5 separate regions of the Mus musculus genome follow, and regions 1, 2, 3 and 5 are each linked to region 4. Evidence: chromatin contacts called from public HiCAR-type, HiChIP or PLAC-seq and promoter capture Hi-C data. All regions are on one chromosome and are shown on one strand. The core of a region is the stretch at or near the end of the contact, and the rest is flanking DNA. Distances in the headings are between cores, read along the strand shown.

Evidence for each region. Promoter capture Hi-C pulls out the DNA fragments that hold promoters and counts their contacts. HiCAR-type assays count read pairs that join an accessible place to other places. HiChIP or PLAC-seq counts read pairs in DNA pulled down with a chosen protein or histone mark.
Region 1: a promoter capture Hi-C map of 3T3-L1-derived adipocytes shows a contact between it and region 4, with 4 times the contacts expected there. The contact joins the promoter of Zfp652os here to the promoter of Nfe2l1 in region 4. A contact is called at or near these places in 7 of 39 promoter capture datasets (3T3-L1-derived adipocytes, the C10 cell line, frontonasal cranial neural crest and 3 more) and 4 of 115 datasets of contacts at active chromatin or transcription factors (astrocytes, bone marrow-derived dendritic cells, neural tube and 1 more).
Region 2: a contact with region 4 is called in a HiCAR-type map of astrocytes, with 4 times the contacts expected there. The contact joins the promoter of Phb here to the promoter of Nfe2l1 in region 4. A contact is called at or near these places in 1 of 484 Hi-C or Micro-C datasets (B cells) and 3 of 115 datasets of contacts at active chromatin or transcription factors (astrocytes, forebrain and large pre-B cells).
Region 3: an H3K4me3 HiChIP or PLAC-seq map of embryonic hindbrain shows a contact between it and region 4, with 4 times the contacts expected there. The contact joins the promoter of Ngfr here to the promoter of Nfe2l1 in region 4. A contact is called at or near these places in 1 of 39 promoter capture datasets (pre-B cells) and 1 of 115 datasets of contacts at active chromatin or transcription factors (embryonic hindbrain).
Region 5: a promoter capture Hi-C map of pre-B cells shows a contact between it and region 4, with 4 times the contacts expected there. The contact joins the promoter of Med1 here to the promoter of Nfe2l1 in region 4. A contact is called at or near these places in 2 of 39 promoter capture datasets (liver and pre-B cells).

Annotation. Positions count from the first base shown.
Region 1 is chr11:95,711,307-95,714,006 of GRCm38.p6, reverse strand. It overlaps Zfp652os (zinc finger protein 652, opposite strand), which reads left to right and starts at 1,253. Exons shown (of 2, transcript NR_045780.1): 1 at 1,253-1,379.
Region 2 is chr11:95,665,580-95,668,279 of GRCm38.p6, reverse strand. It overlaps Phb (prohibitin), which reads right to left and starts at 1,323. Exons shown (of 7, transcript NM_008831.4): 1 at 1,238-1,323; 2 at 129-243. The coding sequence starts at 216.
Region 3 is chr11:95,586,385-95,589,084 of GRCm38.p6, reverse strand. Ngfr (nerve growth factor receptor (TNFR superfamily, member 16)) reads left to right here and starts at 1,387. Exons shown (of 6, transcript NM_033217.3): 1 at 1,387-1,601. The coding sequence starts at 1,527.
Region 4 is chr11:96,828,568-96,831,267 of GRCm38.p6, reverse strand. It overlaps Nfe2l1 (nuclear factor, erythroid derived 2,-like 1), which reads left to right and starts at 1,300. Exons shown (of 5, transcript NM_008686.3): 1 at 1,300-1,449.
Region 5 is chr11:98,191,957-98,194,656 of GRCm38.p6, reverse strand. Med1 (mediator complex subunit 1) reads left to right here and starts at 1,364. Exons shown (of 17, transcript NM_001080118.1): 1 at 1,364-1,598. The coding sequence starts at 1,574. Gm38963 (a long non-coding RNA gene) reads left to right here. Exons shown (of 4, transcript XR_880193.2): 4 at 620-721.

The sequences.
Region 1 (2,700 bases), core at 4-2,503, 1.1 Mb after region 4:
GTGTGTGTGTGTGTGTGTGTGCTCGCGCGTGTTCCTGATGTTGTTGTTGGGGGAGGGATGAGCTAGATGTAATCAAAGACCGGCCCGCTTCAAAGAGGAGCATACAGGATCTTAAATCCTAAAGACTGACTTCGAGGCAAAGCAGAGACATCTATCATTTCTACAATAGTCATCCCTCGACAACGAACATGTTTCATAGAGATGTAACAGGGGTATCCCTCTCTTTGGTGTCTCCGACCTGGGACTCTTTAGTAAAGCCTGATTGGAGGGGTGGACGAAGTGAGGGTGGAGAAAGGTCTGCATCGCCCACTGGGCTGAGTGTGGTGCTGCGGGTGGCGAGTGTACATCACATGCGTGTTATCTCCTGGTGCCACAATACTCTCGAGGGCTGGAGGTTTGGGCGCAACCGCACGGCGGGGGAGGTAGTGGGTGCAAGCCACCAGCTGCAGGGCAAGAGAATGCTCTCCTCAGCCTACTAACCCGTGCACCCCGGCCACCCCGTCAGGCCTCGAGGCGAACCCACTCGCTGCAAAACTGCAGCTAAGCTGGGGAGAGGGGGCGGGGGTACGGAGCCGGCACCCCGGGCCAAGCTGAGAGCGGCAGACGCGCAGCGCCCGGGGCCTGCCCGCCGGATGGGGGCTGCTCCGGCCTAGCGCACGCAGCTGCCTCGGCGCAGGCTCCTCCGGCTCCGCCAGCCCGGCCGGGCGCAGAGGAAACGCGGCTGCCAGGGCGCCGCCGCGGCGGGAGGCGAGAGCGCGGGGAAGGGGCTCCTACTCACCCGGGCCGCCGCCGCCGCCGCCACCGCCACCACCGCCGCTTCGGCGGCCCATCCCCGCGGCGGGGGCCTGTCGCCGCGCCGCGCCGCGTCGCTCCAGTCCCCACCGCCCGCCGTGCCGGCCCCTCCCCCTGCCCAACGTCTGCGCTCTGGGCCGATCCTCAGACCCGGCCTCGGCCGCCGCCGCCGCCGCCGCCGCAGCGCTACGTGGCCGCCGCTCCGACGTCTCGCGACTCCCTTCCGAGCGCGCGAGGCCGAGCGGGGCCGCGGAGCGGGCGGCGCGCGGGGCGGGCGGCGGGGGAGGGGGTGTGCTGTAGGGATGTCGTGCGCGAAGGGGGCAGGGAGGCCGGCGGGAGCGCGCGCGCGCGCACGCCCCTGCACGCGCCCCCCCCTCCCCCCCGCGCGGTCGGGATCCCGACACCTCCCCCCCCTACACACCCCATCCCCGGCTATGGGGGTCGGCGCGCATGCGCGGCCCTCGGCTCGGCCTGGGCGCACCTTTTCTCCCTCCTGCCACAATGTGAGCGCTCAGCCGAGCAGATAACCGCCGGCTGCCTGCTCCACCCCCGGCCCTTGCCCACTCCGCCCACTCCCGAGCGCCCAGGTAAAGTCGTGGGCTGCGCATGCGCGACGCTTAAGGGGGTGGGGGCGTGGTTTTCAAAAGGAAGCCTGAAGGCAGAAGACGAAGTATCTGTGGGCAGGGGGTTTGAGATCCTAAGAAATAAGAAAACGTAAAAGTGCAAAGGGGGGAGAAAGTGGAAAAGTGGGTCAGAGTGAGATTTGGAAGTAGATATCTTTGACTTATGGAATACGGTTCAAAAAGAAAAAAACCCTAATTGCTGGCCACCTTGTTAGTAGAGAGCAGTCAGTGAGTGACAGAAATAGAAGGGGCGACACTTGTAAGAAGTAGCCATCCACCAGACAAATGGGATAGTTGATTACAACTAGGGGGATTTAGAGACCGCCAGTATGGTAAGCAAACAGGATGGACTGCTGGGCTCATCCTGTGGCCAGAAATAGGGAAGTGTGTGCGTGCGTGCGTGTGTCTGTGTGGTCTGTGTGTGTGCGCGCGTGCGCTAGAGTCCCAGAACTGTTGCAAGAAAGGAAGGCTCCATTGGAAGAAGCATGACCACATTATGACTAATTAGCTATTAATCATTAATATAATTAATGGTACTATTAGCTAACAAGGTAGCATTTATCCAAGCTCAGAGCCAAAAGAGAGTGTCTGTAATTGAAAGTGCTTAGTGTACAGGGAGAGGAAATGACTTGGCAAGTGAAGTCTCCATGAAAAAGACCCAAGATGACATCCCTAAGATCAGGATAACCCTTCCCCACCAGAAACCAAACTTCTGAAGGTCTCTACAGCTTGAATGGAGCTCCTAACATTGTTGGTTTTTATTGTTGGGCTCTACTACATTTTTTCTTTCTTTCTTTCTTTCTTTCTTTCTTTCTTTTACATTGTGTGTATGAATGTTTTACCTGGATGTGTGCATGTGCACCTGTGACATTTGATGGATTCCCCTGGAACTGGGGTTATGAGTGGCTTGTAGGACGGGGGGGGGGGGGGCGGCTAGGAATTGAACCCAGGTCCGCTGTAAGAGTAAGAAGAGCTTTTAACTTCTGAGCCATCTCTCCAGCCCTCTTCTTCTAACATTAAGAACATAGGATATTAATGTTCTTCCACAAAAGCTGACCCCCACATCATAGAAACAATTTCCATATAGATGCAGCTAACTTTTTCTCCCAGAACAGCCGGCCATAACCCACTCACCCAAACCTTCGAGGGAATAAAATGACCTGAGTCTGGGACAAAGTTAGGAGCTTGAAGCTTTATAAAGAGCTGACTCTGTCTTTGGCCCCTTCCAAAAACAGGTGTTTGGGTTTTATTGTACTTAGACTCCAGAAGCCAGGAACCAGAGTTG
Region 2 (2,700 bases), core at 74-2,573, 1.2 Mb after region 4:
GGGTCTGAAGACAGCGACAGTGTACTCATATAAATAAAATAAATAAATCTTTTTTTTTTTTTAAAAGGAATGACACATGGGCTATGCAGATCAACAGAAACTATGCAGAAAGCTCTTCCGCGCCTCACCATTATACAAAGCAGAGTTCACCACGCCTCCTGCAACTGCCAACGCCAGGCCGAACTTTCCAATGGACTCAAACACTTTGGCAGCCATGACTCCTTCTGTTGCTTCCACTCACACCTAAACACGGGGTAAACATAAAACACTTTGACACCAGATTCTCAGAGAAAGCCCGCTCTGAGGCACAGAGTTCATGTCTCAACATACATTTTCATATGTCTACACCTGTGGGCCCAAACTCACTCACTGAACGCCCCATAACACTGACCACCTTGCAAACTGTAGATCATGTCTGCGTTTGTGGACGTGTTTCTTTACAACCATTCAGAGAAAGAGTCTGCGACACTTGGCTCAGCGTAGGAACGGTGCTTTGTACCCACGAGGAACTTAGTACACAGAAAAACCACACTCCCTTTTCCTAGACCAATAGGCCACAAGCGAGACCGGTGCTACACGGCTGAAGCCAACAACAAAAAGGGCAATTTCTGTTAACATTTAAGTTACACGGTCTCCGACAGCCTTGTTTAACCTTCAGTTACTTTATGAAGGTTATGACTGCTGAAGTGCATAGAGAGGTTATACTCTTAAGTAGTAGAACCAGGGTTAGAATGAGAAGACCGAATTCTAGAAGACATTGTAGAACTCCTCCCCATACCAGTTAATAGGAAAGCAGGGGCTGGCAGGGGTGCAGCGAGGCAGAGCGGTGAAGGACTGGAGGTGGGGCTGCGGCGGGACGGGTGGGGGCACGTAGCTGACAAACTAGAAACCAGTTAGCCTTGAACTTTTTAATGTCCCGCCCCTGCGTCACCCTTGGTACAATCCTCAAACTCGCCCTCCCCTTTCTCAGACTTCAACTGCTTGTGTATCGGGATTTCTCCATGCACATTTATCCTCTGTCTCTGACATCCAGCTCTTTTTACTCCACCAGCTTCTGGATTTTTCCTCATCCTGTCCCCTCCCCTTGCACATTCCTAACTCCTTCTGGACCGAGATTTCCCCCTTCTCCACTAGGCGTACCCACACATGCATCCCATGCCCTCATTGTACATAGGAAAGCAGAGGCAGGCTACAGGGACATAGGACCAGAGGCCTCTACCGCTCCTACCACGCTTACCTGCTTTCACTCTGACCTCCACATGAATTCCCCAGCTCCGGATACTGCGCGTGCGCCAGGCAGCTCCTCCCCCCCCCCCGACCCCCGCCTCTTCAAGATCCGACCCTTCAATTGGTGAAGCCGAGCGACGTGCATTCTGGGAAACGTGTTTTGCAGTCTTCCGCGGGCTCTGTGGCTTTAATGAGGTCAACTACAACTCCCAAAAGATCATGCAGCAACGGGCTCTTTCAGGAAACCCGTTTCTGACTGGTGAGAACGGATGGGATGTTGCCGCAAAGCCTTTCGGGAGTTGTAGTTCCTTGGTAATATATGCACGTGCCTATTCCTCAAGGAGGTGGTTCCAGAAGCCGGAAGCAGACTGGATCGGAAAGGAGTTGGGCTTCCACTTGGTAGAGGAAATCACAAGGTGGTGAAGGAATGGGTGGGCATTTTGGATAAAGGTGAGGTAAAATAATTCATGCACTGAGAGACTGCTAGGGAAGTTAAGGACAGCCCTCAGGGACGTAAGATGTTGATCTTCCAAGCCACTCCATAACCTTAAAAACGGCTTAGAAAGAAGAGGAAGGGAGTCGGTCATTCAGGTCTTGCAATACTTCAGTAAAGGCTCTTGATTTAGGGTCTAAATCTCTGGGCATCTTTTTTTCCAAGTTATATTCGAGGAATTGCAAAAAAGGGACGGAGATCATGTGTATGGCTTCTCAAGTTCACCTGTTGTCAACAATTTGCGTATTTGTTGTTGTTTTTGTTCCATCTCCTCGCCTCCCTCCACTTTTCTCTTTCTCCTACTATTCTCTAAGATCAAGGATATCTATCCTCTTACTTTTTGTTTTGTTTTGTTTTTTGTTTTTGTTTGTTTGTTTGTTTTCGAGACAGGGTTTCTCTGTGTAGCCCTAGCTGTCCTGGAACTCACTCTATAGACCAGGCTGGCCTCGAATTCAGAAATCCGCCTGCCTCTGGCTCCCAAGTGCTGGGATTAAAGCGTCCGCCACCACGCCCGGCTACTATCCTTTTACTTAAGTAAATATTATCCATGTCTGCATTCCAATTTTGCCAATTAAGCAAATAGTGACTTTTATAGCATTCCTCTCCATGACACAAATCTAAAATGAAGTAGTTTATTTTTTTGGGCTTGTTGCTCCCGAAATACAAACTCTCCTGAGAATATCTGTAAAGAACATGAAAACCCCTGGCACTGTGGCGCAATGGATAGTGCATTGGACTTCTAAGAAAGACCTGCTCCTTATTCTTAGCTTAACTTTTATTTAAAAGATAAAATGCAATTTTAAATTTGCAATCGGTATTTATTTCTTATTAAAATATAAGAAGCCAGATATACATTTAAAAGAAAGGAAGAAAGAAAACGAACGAACGAACATGAAAGCAAGCTAGGTGCAGTGGTGCACGACTTCAATCCCAGCACCCAGGAGGCAGAAGCAGGTGGCATCTGAGAGAGAGAGAGAGAG
Region 3 (2,700 bases), core at 138-2,637, 1.2 Mb after region 4:
TCCAGACATAGCTAACATCTGGTGCTGGGATAGACTGTCCCCACACAGTTCTGTACCAGGGCCTTCGATGTCTGGGAACCAGAGAAGGGCGGGGCGGTGTTTCTTCTGAAAGACTGACTGCACATTCCTTGGCATACAGGTGGTTTGATGTGCCACGCTTCTAGAGCATGGCCAGTGTGATCCTCAGAAGGCCTACACAGCTCACGGATGAGTCTGTGGATGTTGAATCCATTCAACAGCTCTCCCCTTGAATCCCCTCCATGACTGAACACTTGGGTGGTCAGAGAAGACACTACTGTCCCTGCCCGTAGGAAACTCACAAACTCATGTAATCATGTTTGTGTGTTGTCTGTATACTCTGTGTGTGTGTGTGTGTGTGTGTGTGTGTGTGTGTGTGTGTGTGTGTGCATTTGAGGGCAAAATACAGATGTGGGCTTGTGTGACTACCACTGTGCAGTGCACACATGTGAGTGTGTAGGAGTGTATATGTGAATGTCAGCCTGTGTGCATTGATGTATGTCTGGTCTGTGTTAGGAGCCCTTGTAGGATGAGCAGGTCTATATGAATGCCTGAGGGACGGTATAGGCAGATGTCAGTACGTCAACACACACACGTACAGGTGCACTTGAGAGTGTGTTTGTGTATTCCTGGGGTTTATGTGCACACCTGTGACTCATTCAAGCTCATGAAAGGCTGGAGATAGAGTTCTGTGATACAATGCTTGCTTAGCATGTGTGTGTGTGTGGTCCTAGGTTCTATCATGTGTGTGTGTGTGTGTGTGTGTGTGTGTGTGTGGTCCTAGGTTCTATCATGTGTGTGTGTGTGTATGTGTGTGTGTGTGTAGGAGAGGGGGAGACAGGGACAGAGAGACAGAGACAGAGACAGAGAAACAGTGTCAGACAGATATCCCAAATTATGATATTGGGATAGATTTCACCTTGAAGGCCCCAAGGAACATATCCCTCCACAAGTTGGAACAGAGAGAGAATGGAATAAGGTGTGTATCCAACCATAAAAGGAGGGCAGCCTCATTTTCGGAATAAGGGCTAGGTAGGCAATTAGGCTAAAGATGTTTAAGAGAGTTAACCCCGAGGCAGGCTTCATCAGTAGGAGAGCAATGGCCCCCGTTGGATCCGAAGCATCTTATGCTCAGCATAACCGGAGGTGCCCTGGGTACGTGGGGCAGCCCACTGAGAAGCCACAGCGGGGCACACGGGTGCGGCTCCTCTCACGCCTCACTTGACTGCTCTGGACTCCCCACCCTAGGCAGCCGGGCGGGCGCGGTTCCGGAGGGGTTGGGGGGGGGGGGGAGTTGGGCGGGCTGGGCGGGGAGGAGGCGGGGCTGCTGCATTGCCTTCACCCAGCTGCTCCCGCCCGCTAGCAGCCAGAGCGAGTGGAGCCTCCGCCAGCTCCGGCGGGCAGCGGGCGCTGGAGCGCAGCGCAGCGCAGCTCAGCTCAGCGCGCAGCACCATCGGTCCGCAGAGCGGACTGAGCTAGAAGCTGAGCGCTGTCGCCGGAGGCGAGCAATGAGGAGGGCAGGTGCTGCCTGCAGCGCCATGGACCGGCTGCGCCTGCTGCTGCTGCTGCTGCTGCTTCTAGGGGTAAGTGATTAGTAGGAGGGACCTCCGTTAACCTTTTCAAAGAGCTGAACCCCAAGGGGATGTGGGTGCCACCACCCAGGGAACAGAATAAGACGTTAAGGTCCCAGATGCTGGCAACGGGTGGCGGAGGAGCTGCGGGATCATGACCCACAGGGGCGCTCCTAGCTTCTAGGACTTTCAGAGCGCAGAGGCGACCCAGTCCCAGGATAGAGATGCAGACAGGACTGTTGCAACGACACCCGTTCTTGGTTCTGCTTGCTGCTGCTGGTTCTTGAGCACTACGACGGGTGCGGTGTAGGAGACTGGGAGCAGTCTCGAGTGGGGTGGAGGGAGGTTTGGGAATCTCGGGCGCCTGGGTTCTTTTGACGACAGCGTGTGAATTTTGGGATCCCGAGGGGAGTTTTCTCTTTAGCATCTTAGTCCCTGGGGAGTTGTAGGGCAGAGAGAAGGAAGGGAAAGAGATCGGCACTAAAGATGTGAGGGGCTAGAGACGGAACAATGCGGGAGGCAGCTGGAGGGACTGGAGGCAGAGGGGACCCAGTATGGACAATGGGGACCGGCCAGACAATGGGGGGGAGGGGCATCGAAAGGAGCGATTCGGGAGTGGCAGAGAGGTTGAAGAGAGAGAAGTGGGCTTTATGGAGGGCAGAAAAGAGACAACCACAAAAGAGATAGAGAAATGGAAAGAAGGTGCATACCCTAAAGTGCTCGGGGCCCCGCCTGTCTGTCTACTCAAGGACGATGCGATGAGGACAGCCCAGTCACAGACGTTTCCCGCGTGGGTTCTAGCGCTCTTTCTAGCGGCCTCGCCCAGTCCGGGAATTGCGTCTGGGCATCCCAGGCAGGGAAGAGAGCGCTCACTTCACTATGGCAAATCCGCTTCTAGGGTAGTTCCTTGACAAACCTTTCACGTGGTTTGAAGCAACTCAGTGGACCCGGAGAGACAGAGCCGGGGCATCCCCCTACCCTATTAAACGCCGGCCAGCTCTCGAGATGCGGAGCGCTGGGACTCTCAAGGCTGTGATGGTTCCGGCAGCGCACAGCTAGGGGATGCAAAACCCCAGGCGACCCGCAGGGGGCACTGCGGGCGAGGGATTGC
Region 4 (2,700 bases), core at 51-2,550:
TAAAAACAGTCTTTGAAAGTGTTAACTAGCTCAAAATAATTTGTTTCCATTTAAAAAGGTATGTGGTAGCTTAATAATTTTTGTAAGAATCAGTTGAATTCTTGGTGCATATTATATCTGTGAAACGTACTTTACATTCTGAGAACCCCTCCATATTGGTGCTAACTCTCCTAGCACAGCGTGAAGTGAACTTATCTGCTGCATTATCAGTTGGCCTTGTCCTTAATTGCACAAGGACAGCGAATAATGAACTGTCAACTAGATTATGGCCTCTTAAAAGGAGACAAGAACTCAGTTGGCATCTCACCTCTGTCCCACAGCTACACAGTACAAACTTCAATACAATGATTTCCTACATGTGGTCTTCGGACCAGCTGTATCAGAATTACTTATAGGGAACGTTATCAGGCCCCTACCACAGGGTCACTGAACAAGAATCTCACAAAGGCTTTGTAATTTGGAATCTAATAAATGATGTTGAGAGCACACTTATATTTGAGTCACAAAAAATGTTTTGGTACTATAGTTGTATGGGGAACTCTGGCAACGATGGAACGTTCCTGAAAAGCAAAAACTAAGCTGTGTGCGAGGTTAGAGGAAGGGGAGGGGCTCTTCCCGGTGTTTCTTTGATGGCAAAAACGAGTTACTATGTCCTATCTATCACACTACCAACATTTCTCTAAGGCCCTCGTCTGCCCCGCAGTTTCCACGACCTGACTGTTGCCTGGGCTACAAGATGCCACCCTTCCTGCCTGACGAACAGGTTACACCAGGCTCTAAGGCAGACAGGGGGTACCGGTTTCCGTTGCCAGGACTCAAGATGGCGACACGAACGTCGCGACCATCAGAGCCACATGCTCCGTACTCCGCCTCGGCCCCCCCCTCGGATCTCACTGGACTTTTACAAGTCACCGTGGGGACCCTCAAGGACGGAATCTCGGGCTCCGGCGTCAATGCTCCATTATCTGCCTTAAAGGACCGCATTCCTAGGCACACAATGAGCTAGAATCACCTAACTTACAACACCGCCCACCTCCAACCCGCAGCGGAGAGGTTCAGAATGCCGGACACTAGGGCCTTCGCCTCACTCATTGGTGGGTCCATACCGGGGGGCGGGCCTGCACACTCATTGGACTTCTCTCCACGTCAGTCTCGGGAGGACTGTGCCGAGTGGGCAGACACAAACTCGACTATTGGGTTTTCTTTGCTGTCAATCAAAGTGACATCCGGTGACGACTCTAGTCCCGGCTATCTGATTGGACCAACTGTTTCTGGGGTGGCCGTGGCGGGCGGGTTTCCGAGTGCAGTGGAAGGAGGGGGCGGGGAGGGAAGCCGAGGCTGGGCGCTCCAGGCCGGCCGGAGGTGGCGGCGACGGCGGCGGTGGCGAGGCCGGGACTTGGGCTGAGGGCCTGCTGTGGCGGCAGCGACAGACTGTGACCTCAGCAGCGGGTACCTGCTCTAATTCCCTTCCCCAACGAGATAGCCGCGGTGCAACAGGGCCGAAAGCTTGTGGGATAAGGGGCGGCGAGATGTGGTTGAGGAGCAGGAGGCGGGACCCGGGAGGCCGAGAGGGGTCTTGATCGGGCTCGGGCCCTGGACACGGCCGGAAAGAAACGCGGGGCCGACCAGAAAGCGTGTTCCTGGGTGGGCTGGACTGAGAAGGGCCGAGGGCATGGGAGGGCGTGGTGAGGCTGGGCTCGCGAGCGGGGTGGGGCCTGGGGAACGGAGGGCGGGGTGAGGCTCGCTTTTAAGGGTGGGTCAAGGCCAGCAAAGTAGCACTTGTCGCTCCGTGTCCCAGAAAGCTTGGAGGCGCGTCGGCGAGAGTGGGCATGGCAGCTTGGTCTCATCCAGACTCGGGTACGGCAGGGTGGGACCGGACTGGGGCCGGAGCGCTCTCTCTTTGGCCTTGTGGGCTTTGAAGAACTTTGTCTGCTCTCTCAAACTTTAAGTGGCTCTTGGGAAGTTTTAGTAGTAAATTGCGCGAGGACGGGCGGGTTTCAAAAGCAGGGATGTTTACTCAACCGAATGAGGGTATTCGTGGGTGTGTGTGTCTCCTACGTGTCGCTCCCACTTCACCTTTAGAGCGAAGTTGATAGTGGGCCACAGTAGAGGAGTTTAGGAATTTAATGGAAGCTCAAAAGTAGAAATCAGAAATGGGAAGGCAAATTTACCTTCTCCCCACTTGGCAAGTGAGATCGAGAACTTGGCCATATCCTTCTGCTTTGGCTCAGAAGGTCATGTGAATAAAGCTAAAACCTGTGAATTCAAATTCCAGGTGGAGCACGGCTCCACAATCTTCCACTGTCCTCCTGTACCCTACCCTGTTCTTTTATTTTGCCATACTGGGGATTGGACCTAGGGCCTCTAACCAGGCACCCGTGATCTGTATCCTTGTCCTGGACATTCTTTTATTTTACTATTGAAACCAGGCTGGTCTTAAACCCCTGATCTTAACGTTTCAACGTTCTGAGTGGCCTGTGCTATTAGGCTGGTCTTTTATTTAAAAAAATAAATTAATTAATTAACGAATGAAAGAATGATAGGAAAGGGGAAATGAGATTTCAAAAGTTGGAATAACAAAAAGGCATATGAAATGGAGGCCTGAACATTTTCATGTATTTTTTCACAGTCTCTCAGTAATAATCTCTGTCTTCTCTTTAGAGTTGGAAAGGACAATGACATGGGAAACCAAATTTTTTT
Region 5 (2,700 bases), core at 115-2,614, 1.4 Mb before region 4:
TTACCTCTGTACAAATGGGAAACAAATTAAGCTCAATTTAGATCAATATACTGTTAATTTCTGTACAGAGCCAAGCTCAACATGGTAAACGATGATAATGTTTTCCAAAAATCATCTTCTTTGTGTGTGTGAAGTCATTCTTTTTTTGTTTTGTTTTTGTTTGTTTGTTTGTTTTGTTTTTTGGGTTTTTTTTTTTTTTTTGGTTTTTCGAGACAGGGTTTCTCTGTGTAGCCCTGGCTGTCCTGGAACTCACTCTGTAAACCAGGCTGGCCTCCAACTCAGAAATCTGCCTGCCTCTGCCTCCCTAGTTCCTTTCTTTTTCTTTTATTTATTATATATATATGTATGTATGCGTGTATATGTGTATATGTATGTGTGTGTGTGTGTGTATATATATATACTGTACCTGTCTTCAGACACTCCAGAAGAGTGAGTCAGATCTCATTACAGATGGTTGTGAGCCACCATGTGGTTGCTGGGAATTGAACTCAGGACCTCCTGAAGAGCAGTCGGTGCTCTTAAATTAACTGAGCCATCTCTCCAGCCCCTTCTTTCTTTTTTTTAAACAACATAACTGCTTCTGGTTCTTCAGGAAATTTCACCTTCCCACTTTCTCTAGGAATTAAACCCAGGACTTCAGACATGCTAATCAGGTATGTTGCTGGTGAGTTACAAGTCTTGTCATCTTACAAATCTTACTTTTTTGTTGTTTTGTTTTGTTTTTGTCCAGGCAAGGTTTCTCTGTAGCCTTGGCTGTCCAGAAACTTTGTAGACCAGGCTGCCCTCATACTCAGAGATCTACCTGCCTCTCCCTTCAGAGCGCTGGGATTAAAGGTGTGCGCCACCACCAGGCAAACTCTAAACACCCAAACACTAAAACTCACTGGAAATCTTTCAGTAGAGATTATTTTGTAAGGACCGGTTTTCACTATCCCCTTCCTCATTGGGATTATAGGAGTGTGCCACTTTTCCAGGTGCTCAAAGAGCAAACATTTTGTTTCGTTTGAGACAGGGTTTCTCTGTGTAGCCATGGCTGTCCTGGAACTCACACTGTAGACCAGGCTGGCCTCGAACTCAGAGTTCCGCCTGTCTGCTGGGATCAAAGGCTTGAGCCGCCACCACCGCGGGACGGAAGAGCTAACGCTTTTAATTTACAAATTGTGTAACTGTCGGGATGCAAACATAAACTTTCAGAGAGATGTCAACTCTGGGCACACACCCTTAGACGCCAAGGTGTGAATTCTGAGCCAATCGGAGCCGGGCCTGCTAGAGATCCTGCGGGGAGGACGAAATCAGCCAACCTCCGCGAGACTTTGGTGCGGTTCCTTCTTCCTCCGTCTCACAGGAACACGATTAATCTCGCGATCTTTGGGAAGTTCCGTTGGGGAAGATGGCGGCGGCCGCGAGCACCCTTCTCTTCTTGCCGCCGGGGACTTCAGACTGAGCCTTCCCCGGAAGAGTCGGGGCCGCTGGTGCGCCGCTTCCCCGGAGCCCAGGCTAACTTGGTTCCCCTCTGAGTGGCGGGGAAAGGCTCCCCGGCTCGTGGCGGACCCAAGACCTCCCCGCTGTCAGGATGAAGGCTCAGGGGGAAACCGAGGGTGAGTGACTGGGGGGTGGCGGGGAAGGAGGGGCGGTACACCGCTGCGGCGAGCCAATCCGAGAGAGGAGGTGGGGACCCACGCCCCTCCAGGGCCACCGTGCGTGGGACCGGATCCTGGTGGAATGTGCATCTTAGATCCCGACCGAGCCCTACAGATGCTGGAGCGCCTCCTCCGGGGCGCTGCTCCCCCGTCTCCTCCACTCGTGAAAGGTTTTCTGCGGGACGAGGGACGAGGAAGTTGAGCCTCAGGGTACTTTGAGCTTAGCCCGGTGGGACCCAAGGAGAGGGAAACTGAAACTTGTTGATGCTTTGTTCCAGGAGAGATCGCTGAAGATGACACTAGAACAATGTAATGTCAAAGTAATGGAGGGTGTTTTAGCCGGAGTGACTTGCTTGGTTCGATCTTCATCATAGTAAAAGCGGGCCGTTTATTACTTGGAAGGTCATAGTGTTCAAATACTGTGCTGTGTCTTTACGAACTGCTTTCAGTTGTGCACGACCGGTGGCTTTAAAGCTTGGGGGAGAGGTGTTCAGAACTATAAACTGGCAGGAACAATCCCCAAACCAGTTTCCCAGTTGAGGGAAGAAAAGGGAAGGGATAGAATCTTCTTTGTTTCTTGAGACAAGGTCCCCCTGCCTCAGCCTCCCAAGTGCGGGCTTACACACCTCTCGGCCAGCTAAGAGTTTGATTCTTGGTTCAGATACTCCCTCCCACGACCTGGACTGGCTTATCCAAAAATGAAGTCTCGACATTTGTAGCAAAGTGGACGATACTCAAAATAAGCCATATTAAGATAAATAGCACATTTTCTCTTATGAGGAATCTCGACGTAGGTATGTGTTGGTGTGTGTTGGTTGTGAAAACATGGGACCATGTGGGAACAAAGGAGGTCTGCAGGATAGAAAGGTTAGTGGAATATGAAATGAAGTGAGAGGTTTGGCTGTTTGGAGGTTGGGGCAGTGTGGCTCTCAGAGGGAGAGGACTTGGACCAAGTATAATGGCCTATATGTATAAGAATGCCAAAATGATATGCATTGCTTTGTATGTTAATTTAAAGATAATTTAGAGGCTGGGAATGTAGAGCAGTGGTTAGAGTAAT